Regions from separate parts of the Ovis aries genome. Here region 2 is linked to region 1. A link is a contact called in public Hi-C data. All regions are on one chromosome and are shown on one strand. The core of a region is the stretch at or near the end of the contact, and the rest is flanking DNA. Distances in the headings are between cores, read along the strand shown.

What was found. Hi-C and Micro-C count contacts between places; a contact is called where the count stands out from the background.
Region 2: a Hi-C map of hypothalamus shows a contact between it and region 1, with 3 times the contacts expected there. The contact joins two enhancer-like sites. A contact is called at or near these places in 4 of 16 Hi-C or Micro-C datasets (hypothalamus, omental adipose tissue and tail adipose tissue).

Annotation. Positions count from the first base shown.
Region 1 is chr18:15,751,670-15,756,810 of ARS-UI_Ramb_v3.0, reverse strand. AKAP13 (A-kinase anchoring protein 13) reads right to left here. Exons shown (of 39, transcript XM_060402005.1): 5 at 1,904-2,200. Among named protein-coding and RNA genes, the nearest start is that of TRNAW-CCA, 92 kb to the left of the region's middle. Within about 2 kb of position 3,135, at least 10 of the 54 cell types and tissues checked have an H3K27ac peak or open chromatin away from gene starts, as enhancers often do.
Region 2 is chr18:15,914,746-15,919,886 of ARS-UI_Ramb_v3.0, reverse strand. It overlaps AKAP13 (A-kinase anchoring protein 13), which reads right to left. Exons shown (of 39, transcript XM_060402005.1): 28 at 4,749-4,997; 29 at 1,429-1,505; 30 at 481-662; 31 at 306-388. Among named protein-coding and RNA genes, the nearest start is that of TRNAW-CCA, 71 kb to the right of the region's middle. Within about 2 kb of position 3,231, at least 9 of the 54 cell types and tissues checked have an H3K27ac peak or open chromatin away from gene starts, as enhancers often do.

The sequences.
Region 1 (5,141 bases), core at 1,886-4,385:
GGTCAGGGGTCGATCCCTGATCTGTGACGATTCCACATGCCGCAGCAACTAAGCCCGTGGGCCACAGCCACCGAGCTCGCAGGCTGCAACGGCTGAAGCTTACCTAGAGCCCATGGTCTGCAGTAAGAGACGCCACTGCAATGAGAGGAGCCACCGCAGTGAGAAGCTGCCGCAGAGAAGCCCACACACCACAGCGAAGAGTGGCCCCCCCACCGTAAGCAGGGAAAGCCCACGCAAAACGATGAAGACCCAGGGCAATCAATCAATCACCAAATAATCAATATGGGGGGGGGGCGGAGCCCACGCAAAACAATGAAGACCCAGGGCAATCAATCATTCACCAAACAATCAATATGGCAGGGGGTGGGGAGGAAGCCCACGCAAAACGATGAAGACCCAGGGCAATCAACCAACAAACAAACAATCAATATCGGGGGGGGGGGGGGGGGTGGCCCACACACAACGTTGAAGACCCAGGGCAATCAATCAATCAACAAACACTCAATATGGGGGGGTGGTGGTGCGGAGAACAGGAGGAGCTAGAAATGTCTGAACACTAGGTTTCTGGAAAAGTGCCCACTGTCCTGTATAATGGCAAATCTTCTGATCGCTAGATCTCAGTGATGCAGAGGTTTCTTAGGCACTATGTTAAAAAGAAAAACGATAAATGCTTTTCCCTTCATTTGAGCATCCAAGGTTCCTTTTGTATTTCACCTGGCAGGAGTGCCCGGTTTTATCTTGACAGGAAGCCCCTGACGGTGGGGGCCCCTTCCTGCAGCTGGTCACCGCCCCAGTGGTTAAAGTCAGTGGATCTAAGAGAACCAAAACTAGCAAAACCTCACTGTCCTTCTTCCACGAGAAGAACACAGCTATCTGGTCGGTCTAGAGAGCGGGGAACTGAGCGCCCTCCCGGTTCAGCCCTGCTGGGCGCTCCTGCTCAGTCAGAGTCTGCCTGTCTGCAGGGGGCCGGGGCCTTCTGGGCGACCCCTTCATAACACAATAACCAAAGTCAGGAACACTGCAGGGCGGTCCTGTGACTGTCCTGTTCTTCCAGATAAGAGTCGAGAGGATAAGCAACCCCTTCTGACAAGCGAACTGAGATCAGCCTTTCCATTCAGGTTCTGTCAGGGACAAAGCAAACACTCTGATCTCTGTGTAACTCCTAAATCTTTCCATTACATCTGCACTCAGCAGGGAAAGATGATGCTGTTCATTGGACTCCAGGTATAGGCTGCTTCATCAGATGTGTGTGTGTGTGTGTACGCACACAGACATTTACAACAGGTGTCATTTACCACAGTAATGACATAGGAAATCCCTTGTCACAAAAAGAGGAACATTTATAGATACCTACTACATCACTGCTTTTTAAAAAGTGGAGCCCCGAGCAGATGAAATAGACCAGAGTGAGGGCATTCTGGTTACAAACGCGCGGGGTGGGCGCTCCAGGCCTCGGCTTGCTCCCCTGTGCGCCCCTCCTGATTTCTCCCGTCTTTTCCTTCTTCCAATCTCATGGAATCCCTAGATGCCTTGAGAATACAATAATGAAAATCCTGTCTTTGATCTTTAGAAAGAAGTGTCAAACACTCCTCTGCTGCCCTCCTCATGAAGGATGGGCCTCTCTCCACACACGGGAGACCAAGCGTGAAGTCCAGGCCACGGAAGGGTCTCGAGCCACCGGCTACTTGAGAGCTGCCGCTGCGAGTGAGCCCTCCGTGGGGTCGTTTCCCAACAAGAACAGGCCGACAGCTTGGCAGGAGGACGCAGGAGAGGCGCCACTGAGGCCACTCTGCTCCTACGCAGCCACCATGGGAGACGGGAGGATCATCCCCCTAAGAAAGCAGCCCCATCCAAATACAAAGAATCCCAAGCTCAAAGGCTGCGGGTCATCCGAGCTCCTTACCGTGTGAGGCTGCGTCTGTCCCCAACACATTCCACTCCGCTGGCAGCTTCAGGTGCCTGAAGGCCAGGGCGACCTTCTCATCGAGGGAGTTCACGTCCGTGGACGGGGGTCCTGAGCGATCCAGGAAGCGGGTGAAGTTCAGGGCCTGCTGGTTGCCGGCGCTGGTGGCCAGGAACTGGGCTGCGTCGTAGGCCTCGTCCTGGATGAACCGGAAGTCCTCTTCTGCCACCACGAGCACGGGCAGGCCCTCTTTGGAAGCGCAGAGCAGCACCTTCACTGTCTCGCAGCAGTCATGACCTAAGGAGGCACAGGCAGCAGGGAGACAGATCAGAGCCCTCCTCCTGAGAGACGGGGCGGCGGCGGGAACCTCAGCTCTTCCTGCGTGACAAGCACACACCCCCTCCTGAAAGGAACCCCCTCCTTCCCCAAAGCTCTGACGGCAATCTTCCACACCTCACAAAACTCCATCTCTAATTCACTTTTCACAAGTGCTATTCGCGAAGATCAACTGGTTCCCCTGTTGTTGTTCAGTCAATCAGTCATGTCTGATTGTCTGAGACCCCATGGACTGTAGCTCACCAGGCTTCTCTGTCCATGAGATGTTCCCAGGCAAGAATACTGGAGTGAGTGGCCATTACCTTCTCTAGGGGACCTTCCCGACCCAGAGACTGAATCCGCGTCTCCTTGTCTCCTGCACTGGCAGGCAGGTGCTTTACCACTGAGCCACCTGGGAAGCCCCAGTGCGCCTACCAAATAACCTGGCATTAACAGTCTCTGAAAATCTCAATATGCACTAATCTGTTCAACTTGAACAAATTAAAGAATGAAAGCTCAAGGACCTTGCGATGAGGCCTACCGTCCAGTGGGAAGGCTCCTGAGCCGCCCTGGATCTGGAAACCCAGCAGGGTAAAAGTCACTTCCACGGGTTACCCAGCAGGAACTGGACTGAGGCCCCAGCACCCCACGGACAGAGCCTGGTAGGGCACGGTCCATAAGATGGCAAAGAGTCAGACACGACTGAAGGGACTGAACAGGCACCAAGCACGCGACCTGATTTCACCTCACTGTTATGAACTGACTCAAGGCGGAGAAAATGACTTTTGCTCTGAAATGCCTATTGTTTCCTGTAATGCAAAGAGAACTTCAAAGAAATTGCCCGGTTTGCACAGGGATGATGCAATGCCAGGGCCAGGGACCACGGTGCCCACTGCCCAGAGGGGCAGAGAATGCATAAGCTCTGACACCAGGCAGCAAGCCACCCGCCACCCTACAGAGCTCCACTGGTGTCTAGACCAGGAAGGTGTGAGCCCTGTGTCCGCAGGGAGGCATTCCTGGAAAATCAGATCTCCCTGGGGTTTTCAGCAATGTTATTCATTTCCAAGATGCGGAATGTATTCATCAAAACACACTTTTCCTCCACCTTTAGGCACTGATCTCAGCTCATTGGAACTATGCTCGTAACATCATCATTTCTTCCATAAATATCTTTGTGATGAGAAAAGAAACTGGAGTTGGTGTTTCTGAGTGAGCTGCGCCCCCTGGTGTGCTGCCTGAGGAACTGCAGGCACCTGAGGGCCAGGCTCCCAGAAACCACCCACATGGAGAGCCCATCCTGGCTTCTGGATGAGCTGGAGGGTCCCTGAGTGCCACCCTCCCAGACCACAGGCACAGCCAACAGAGGCTTCCCACCCAGCACAGCAAACGAAGCTTTCTGCTGTCTTTGAAAGAGAAAACAATCATTTTCTCCCCCCATGTGACCAACAAGAGAAATAAATTAATATTCTGCAGACTTCCCCCGACCCCTATGGTGTGTGTGTTAGTCGCTTAGTCCTGTTTGACTCTTTGTGACCCCATAGCGCATCAGGCCCCTCTGTCCGTGGGATCCTCCAAGCAAGAACACTGGAGAGGGTTGCCATTCCCTTCTCCAGGGGATCATCCCAACCCAGGGATGGAAGCTGGGTCTCCTGGCATTGCAGGCAGATCCTTCACCATCTGAGTCCCCAGGGAAGCCCCTTTCCCCCCAGGGGCCTCTTTAAAGGCTTTCCTTTGTGAGGAAAAGCCTCTCACTGGTGTGTAACCTAAGGATGGGAGCACGTGCCTATGACATACCAGGCATCTGCTGTGTCACTTTCTCAACACAACAAATTTATATGGCGTGTACTGTCTTCATGTCACAGGTAAGAAAACTGAGACTTCAAGAGATGAACTGCCCAGATCCACACAACAAATTTATATGGCGTGTACTGTCTTCATGTTACAGATGAGAAAACTGAGACTTCAAGAGATAAACTGCCCAGATTCACACAACCATGAAGCAGAATCTATCAGGTCTGATGCTAAACATCATGGTGTGAGAGCTCTGTAAAGCATCGCTTTTAAATAAAGAAGTAACAGTGACAGTTACGTCCCTGTCTGCAAGGAGCCCACCCTATACTTGGAATGACAGGCCAGTATGGCTATTAAAGCCAGAGGAACAGGCTCACGAACCCTGGAAATCAGTCTCCATACAAATGCCTAACTCCACCAGCTGCTCCCACTGCCTTCCCAGCTGAATTCCTTCTAGAAAGGCCGTGGGAATCAAGCATCCTCTGCCCACATGGGCGTGGCTGCGTAGGTATACTCAGGTATGCATTTCAATTCAAATATCCTGAATGTATACATCTATTACACAAAATGGAATTAGGGGGAAAAATAGTCATCTTTCTTTGAAGGGCAGCCAGTCAATTATGTAAGACACCTTCAGCAGGAACAAATCAGCTGGTTCAGGTAGTTAAGCTTCGGTTGGTTTTCCTGGCAGAAAATACTTCTTTGAAACTGTTCTGTCACATTTAAAAACTAACATCTGGGGGGTTCCCTGGCGGGCCAGCGGTTAGAACGTGGTGCTTTCACTGCTCAGGCCCAGGCTCAATCCCTAGTCAGAGGGGAAAAAATTACTAATATCTATCTGGACGTCTACCAAGCTCGGGACACTGAGTAGAAAGCTAAACACATCCACATCCACACACAAACCCAACACCACCCCCTGCTCTCAGCAGCGGCAGCTAATCACAGGAATCTACGCCCTCCAGGTTTAAAGAAAACACAAACCATGCCACTCAAGGGAGCGGGCCAGCGCATTTCACAAGGCCCCCCGGGGGGAGAGGCGCCAGCTAAGGACCTCCCCCACCACCCCACCCCTGCATATGTCTTTACTGGATTTGGTATACTGTTACTTCTGCAGGTAAGGACCTCCTCCTCC
Region 2 (5,141 bases), core at 1,982-4,481, 160 kb before region 1:
CTCACCAGGGCCCACGGACGCTAAAGCCGAGTCAGAGAACCAACATCCCCATGACCTAGCATCAGACACGTTCCCACGGGCCATGCTCACTGTACAGGGTTCCTGCACGACCTGCGTCGGCTCAGACCTGGTTTCTCTTTTGTGACGAGCTATCCCCCTCCCTGGCTCATGCCTGTCCGGCCAGCTGTGGGATCAACCAAAAATCTACAGGGGTTCTGTGTGACGGCACCCCCTTCTCCCTGCACCCCCTTCCCCCCACAACCCCCTGCCCCGACAGGCCCTTCGGCCACTTCCACCAGCTTCACCTTTTAACTCCCGGGCCTTGGTGTCCAACATCTTCTTTTCTTCCTCGTTCTCACTAGGAATTCCTTCATCTTCATCTCGGTTCCTGACACAACAGAACAGCGCGCTATTCAGAGGCCCGTTACCCCGACGGCGGCCCGCCCATCAGGTGATCCTGGAGGGTGGGGTGTGACTCACAGGGTGTTGATCGTGTCCTGGATGATCTGAATCCAGCTGCTGCGCTCCTCCTTGGAGCTGGCGTGGACTTCCACCATCTCCGGGTCCTTCATCCCCATACTGATGAGGAACAAGCCTTTCTCCTCGTGCGCCACTTCCCTCACAATCAGCTTCTTCAGAGAGATCACTGTCGATTTCTGGTCCTGGAAAGTGGGGAGAGTGCATCTAGAAAGACGTGGACGCAGCAACCCAACTCTCAAGACAGCTTCCATCTCAGGGCGGGCTAGATGCCCTCGAGGAGCCTGCGGCTGACTCGCGGCGGCGGATATGCGCCAGCGCCGCTCTCTCCACGCACCCACCCTCTCCTTCCCCCACTGCGTCCACAAGCCCACTTTCCACATTGTGTCTCTATTCCTGCCCTGAGACAGGTTTATCAGCACCAATCTTCTAGACTCCAAACCTATGGGTTAATACATGATATCTTGTTTTTCTCTCAAAAAAAAAAAAAGCACATGGCTTAACAAACAATGGCAGATTTGGGAGAAAAACCAAATAGCTGGTTATTTCACTCACATTTTATCCAACAGAAAATGATTTCTAAAAAGGAAACAGAAATTTAAGGCTATCAAGGTTCGAGCCCTTTCTGGTTTTTGTCATAGACTCTGGTTGGCAAGGCTATAAGGGGGACAATCTGTAAGACACAATGCATGAGAAATACTACAGCGACAGGCTTCTTTTGGGATCAAATGCCGCAGGCTCTCAGAAGGATCCTGAGGGAGCAGGAACATAACTGGAGGGGAGGGAGGTGGGCAGAAAACTGCAAGGGTACGTGAGAAAAGACCCAGAAGCCTCTGCCCTAGTCAATTTTGAGACGGCGCCAGAGCGGTAACCCTGAACTGCACTCACCACCCACCCTCACTGTGGTGGACACTGTTAATTACGAATAGCAGAGATGAGCCACTTGCTTACCAATGACGCAAAGACGTACTTCTGGTCTTTTTCTTGAAGGAAGACCAAGATGTCAGTCAACAGGACCGCTTGGACCTCTGCAGAGTGGTGAGGGGAGAGAGCACCACAGTCACTGGGCAGGGAAGCACCTCCAGGGCGCGCAACCAGACGATAACCCAGCAGCCCACCGACACGGCGCTTTACCACGCTCCTCCCGGGCCAGGGTCTGACACCTCCACAGGGTCCACATCTGGCCACTAGATTTCTTAGAGGCATTCTGAAATGGCATTGATCACCAAAACCCTGTTCAGGGAAGGTCTGAGCACTAAGTGCTGGAAAGACGGAACCCACAAGACAAGGTCTTTAAGAATAAAACACTTTAAAAGTTGGGAAGCAGGCTACAGCAAACACATTCCTCAAAATGCTCTTGCTCACACTGTCTCTCAGCTCCTGACCACAGTAAGGGGAAAGGCGTGGGGCAGCAGACAGGAAGGCTGCCAGGAGGTGATGCAGAGGACTATCTCAGTCTCGCCATGAAAGGCAGGCTTCTTCCACAGGCCCTGGAGGACAAGGGGGCCCCTGACACCCACACCATCTCAAATACACTGAGCACCGTGCTCTGCTCGGCCCAACACGGCGCTGGCAACCTCAACCTCTCCGTGCCACAGAGACGGCCTGCTCTTCTCAACTGAGATGCAGCAAGAGGCAAATTAACATCTCTAACTGGTTATGCTTGCCAGGGGCGGGGATGGACAGTTAGGGCGTTTGGGATGGACATGTACACAATGCTGTATTTAAAACGGATAACCAACAAGGACCTGCTGTCTAGCACAGGGAACGCTGCTCAACGTGCTGTGCTAGTCCGGCTGGGAGGGGGTTCGGGAGAGAATGCATGCATGCGTGCAGTGGCTAAGTCTCTCTGCTGTCCACCTGAAACTACCACCTGGCTGTATCCCAATATAAGATGCTTTTCGGTGTTCAAAATTAGTAACTAAATAACATCTCTAGTTGGATCCAGAAATCAAAAGAACGCCACCAACAGTTGCTCTAATTCTCAAGGCGTATGTGGTGACATTTCCCAGCACTCCCTTAAGGACAAGGTAGGACATCCCTGGAGGCGAGCCGTCTACCGAGACCTCACAGGATGGCCCCTATCTGTACCACCTTCAGCCAGGAAAAGGGCTGGGGCGCCTATGACTCCCTGGGGAAAACAACAGGCTGACTTCTGCAGCCCCCTCCTGGGTGGTCAGGCCCTTTTCCAACACTTCTGCCAAGACGGGGTTGCCTCCCTGTGTAATTCACGGCAAAGCTACAAGGAACAGAGGCAAGCAGGCCCGAGTCCTGGGGAGGTCTAGTTTTCAGCACAGACCACAGTAATTTTCCATGCACTACTATGAGTTTTGACAGCTTAGTTTTTTTTTAAAGTTTAAACAGTTCAGGTGTCTGCCAAAAAAAAAAGTCCTAACACGTAAGTTTTCAACTTTAGTTTTGATCCTACGGTTTATGTGACCAGTGTCAGCAGATGAGAGAAAAACAGTTCCATCCTCTTTCAAGGGTTACTCGACACAGGACTGGCTGTTCTTGGCACAAGTTCACTGGGGGGGGTGAAAATGAGTAGAAACCAACTCCTCTTCCGGCTGGAGACGTTTTGGGCCAGGAAGCCTATCGTTCTGCCATTGCTTGGACCAGGATTTCGTCCCAACAGCTGGAATCGATTATTTTTTATTTCGGGAATGAATGAATCAACTGCTGTGTAGAGAAGGAACAGGGCGCTGGCTCCAGGCAGTGGCCGCTCTAGGAAGCCTGCTCTCACAAGAGGACTGGCACTTCACGACCAGGAGGCGGCCTCGCTGCAGTGGGGAGGTCAGAGTCCCTGGCTGTGGTCTCAGGATGTCACAGGAGGGAGCTCCGGGGACCACGCAATGCATCACGGAGCAGGGAGATGCAGAGCTGGCTGGGGGCTGGAAGGGGTGTTTCTTCTCTCTGAAGTGACCCTGCCTGGAGGACCCTCCCCCGGGTCCTGGCACCAGGGACCGTCCTCAGCTAGGTCGGCAGTCCCCCCGGGCTCCGGCTGTTCTCCGGCCACCCCCAGCAGTGCACCACCCACACTTGACTCCACCCCTGTCCTGCTCAAACCCTCCGTTGTGAGCCCCTGCCACCACGGGGATCCCGGTCAGCCCCTCGCCTGAGCACATGTCCACCCCCAGCTTCTTCCTCTCTCCGCCGCCCGCCCGCCCCTCCCAGGGCTCCACGCTCTCACGCTTCCTTCTCTCCCTCCTTCAAGACGTGACCTGAAAGCCCCTCTCCTGGTCGCCCCTTCAGGCCTCTGTTCCAGCAGCCATCACACCACAGGGCAAGAACCTCTTTAAACGCCTCTGCAGTCCGAGCCCAACTTCTAAGCAGGGTGTCCTGCGTCGTCTACCTGCGTGCCTCGCTCTGAGCAGGGGCAGACCCGAGCTGGCTAAGGACGCTTAGGCGTTGTCGGCAGCCTACGGCATCACTGACCCCGTGGCTGGTTCACTCCCCTGAGTTTTTTGCCAGTGGGGCGGCTTTGTGTGCTCAGCTCACTGAGGGCAGGGAGGCATGCTGGGGGTACTCAAGGCTACTAGTGAGGTTAAGAGTTATGAGACAGACCCAGAGGATACGGGTTTGATGAGGAAAATTATTAAAGAAACCAAACAAAAAACCCAACAGACCAGATGCACAGATGAATGAACAGACCTCCTAACTTCCTTAACTTGATGGGGCTGATCAAAAAAAAAAACAAAAAACAAAAAAACTAAGATTAAACAGGAAATGAGTATCTTTCATGATCTCTTTTTCTTAGAGAAAAATAAAAGATATGAACAACAAATTTTAATAATAAGTCGAGTTGTGAGTTAAACGTTTCTCTAAGGTCTCAGGAACTAAGAATTCCTCTAACATTTCTTCAGAACAATCGATGATGTATTTTTAATCTCAGAGAACCTATGAATGGGGCAGCTGATGGTGCTTCCCTCCTGGCAGTGGTTTTGCCAGAAACCCCGACCCCAAATTTGCTGCCGTCTCTCATGGGGGATTACATCTGCCTTAGGAGCTCGCATCTGAGTATGAAGCTGACTCTTTGCTTTTTAAAAATCTTCTCATGCCCCTGGCTGCACCAGGTCCTTGCTGCCTTACTGTACTCGGCGTGGTTTGTGAGCCAGCTCAGCCCAGGCCTTTCTGATACAAGACTAAGGACTGAACGACGGCTGCTCCTGGGGAGCATCCGGACGAGGGTGCCCGGAAGTGGTCTGGGGACACCTGCATCCTGCCTGCTCGCCCCTGGAGCGCGTGGAGCCTCAGACATGAGCAGGCCTCACCTTTCAACCTCCCGGTTGCGCTCTTCAGAAACACGCTCCCGTCTCGCACCAGCTTCTTCCGCTTCAGGTCCTCCTTGGCAAACATCTGACCGCTCTTCATCCTCATGATCGACTTGCTGTCGGTCTTCGTGTAGATCTCGTTCAGACGGACCTTCTTCTCGTAACTTGCCACCTTGCTGTCCACGGCGCTGATCACGTCCTTCACCAGGCCCAGGGACTGCGTCAGGTCCTGCTGCTCCACCTCGTTGTCTGAGGAGGAGAGGAGAGCTCAGTCCCTACCGGGCAGGAGGGGGATGCCCTGCCTCCGTGCCCCACGGCATTGTCCGTGCTCTGCGGGCAGAGCGAGGCCGACACGCTGCGGTCACGCCCTGTCCTCTGGCTCAGTCAGAATTT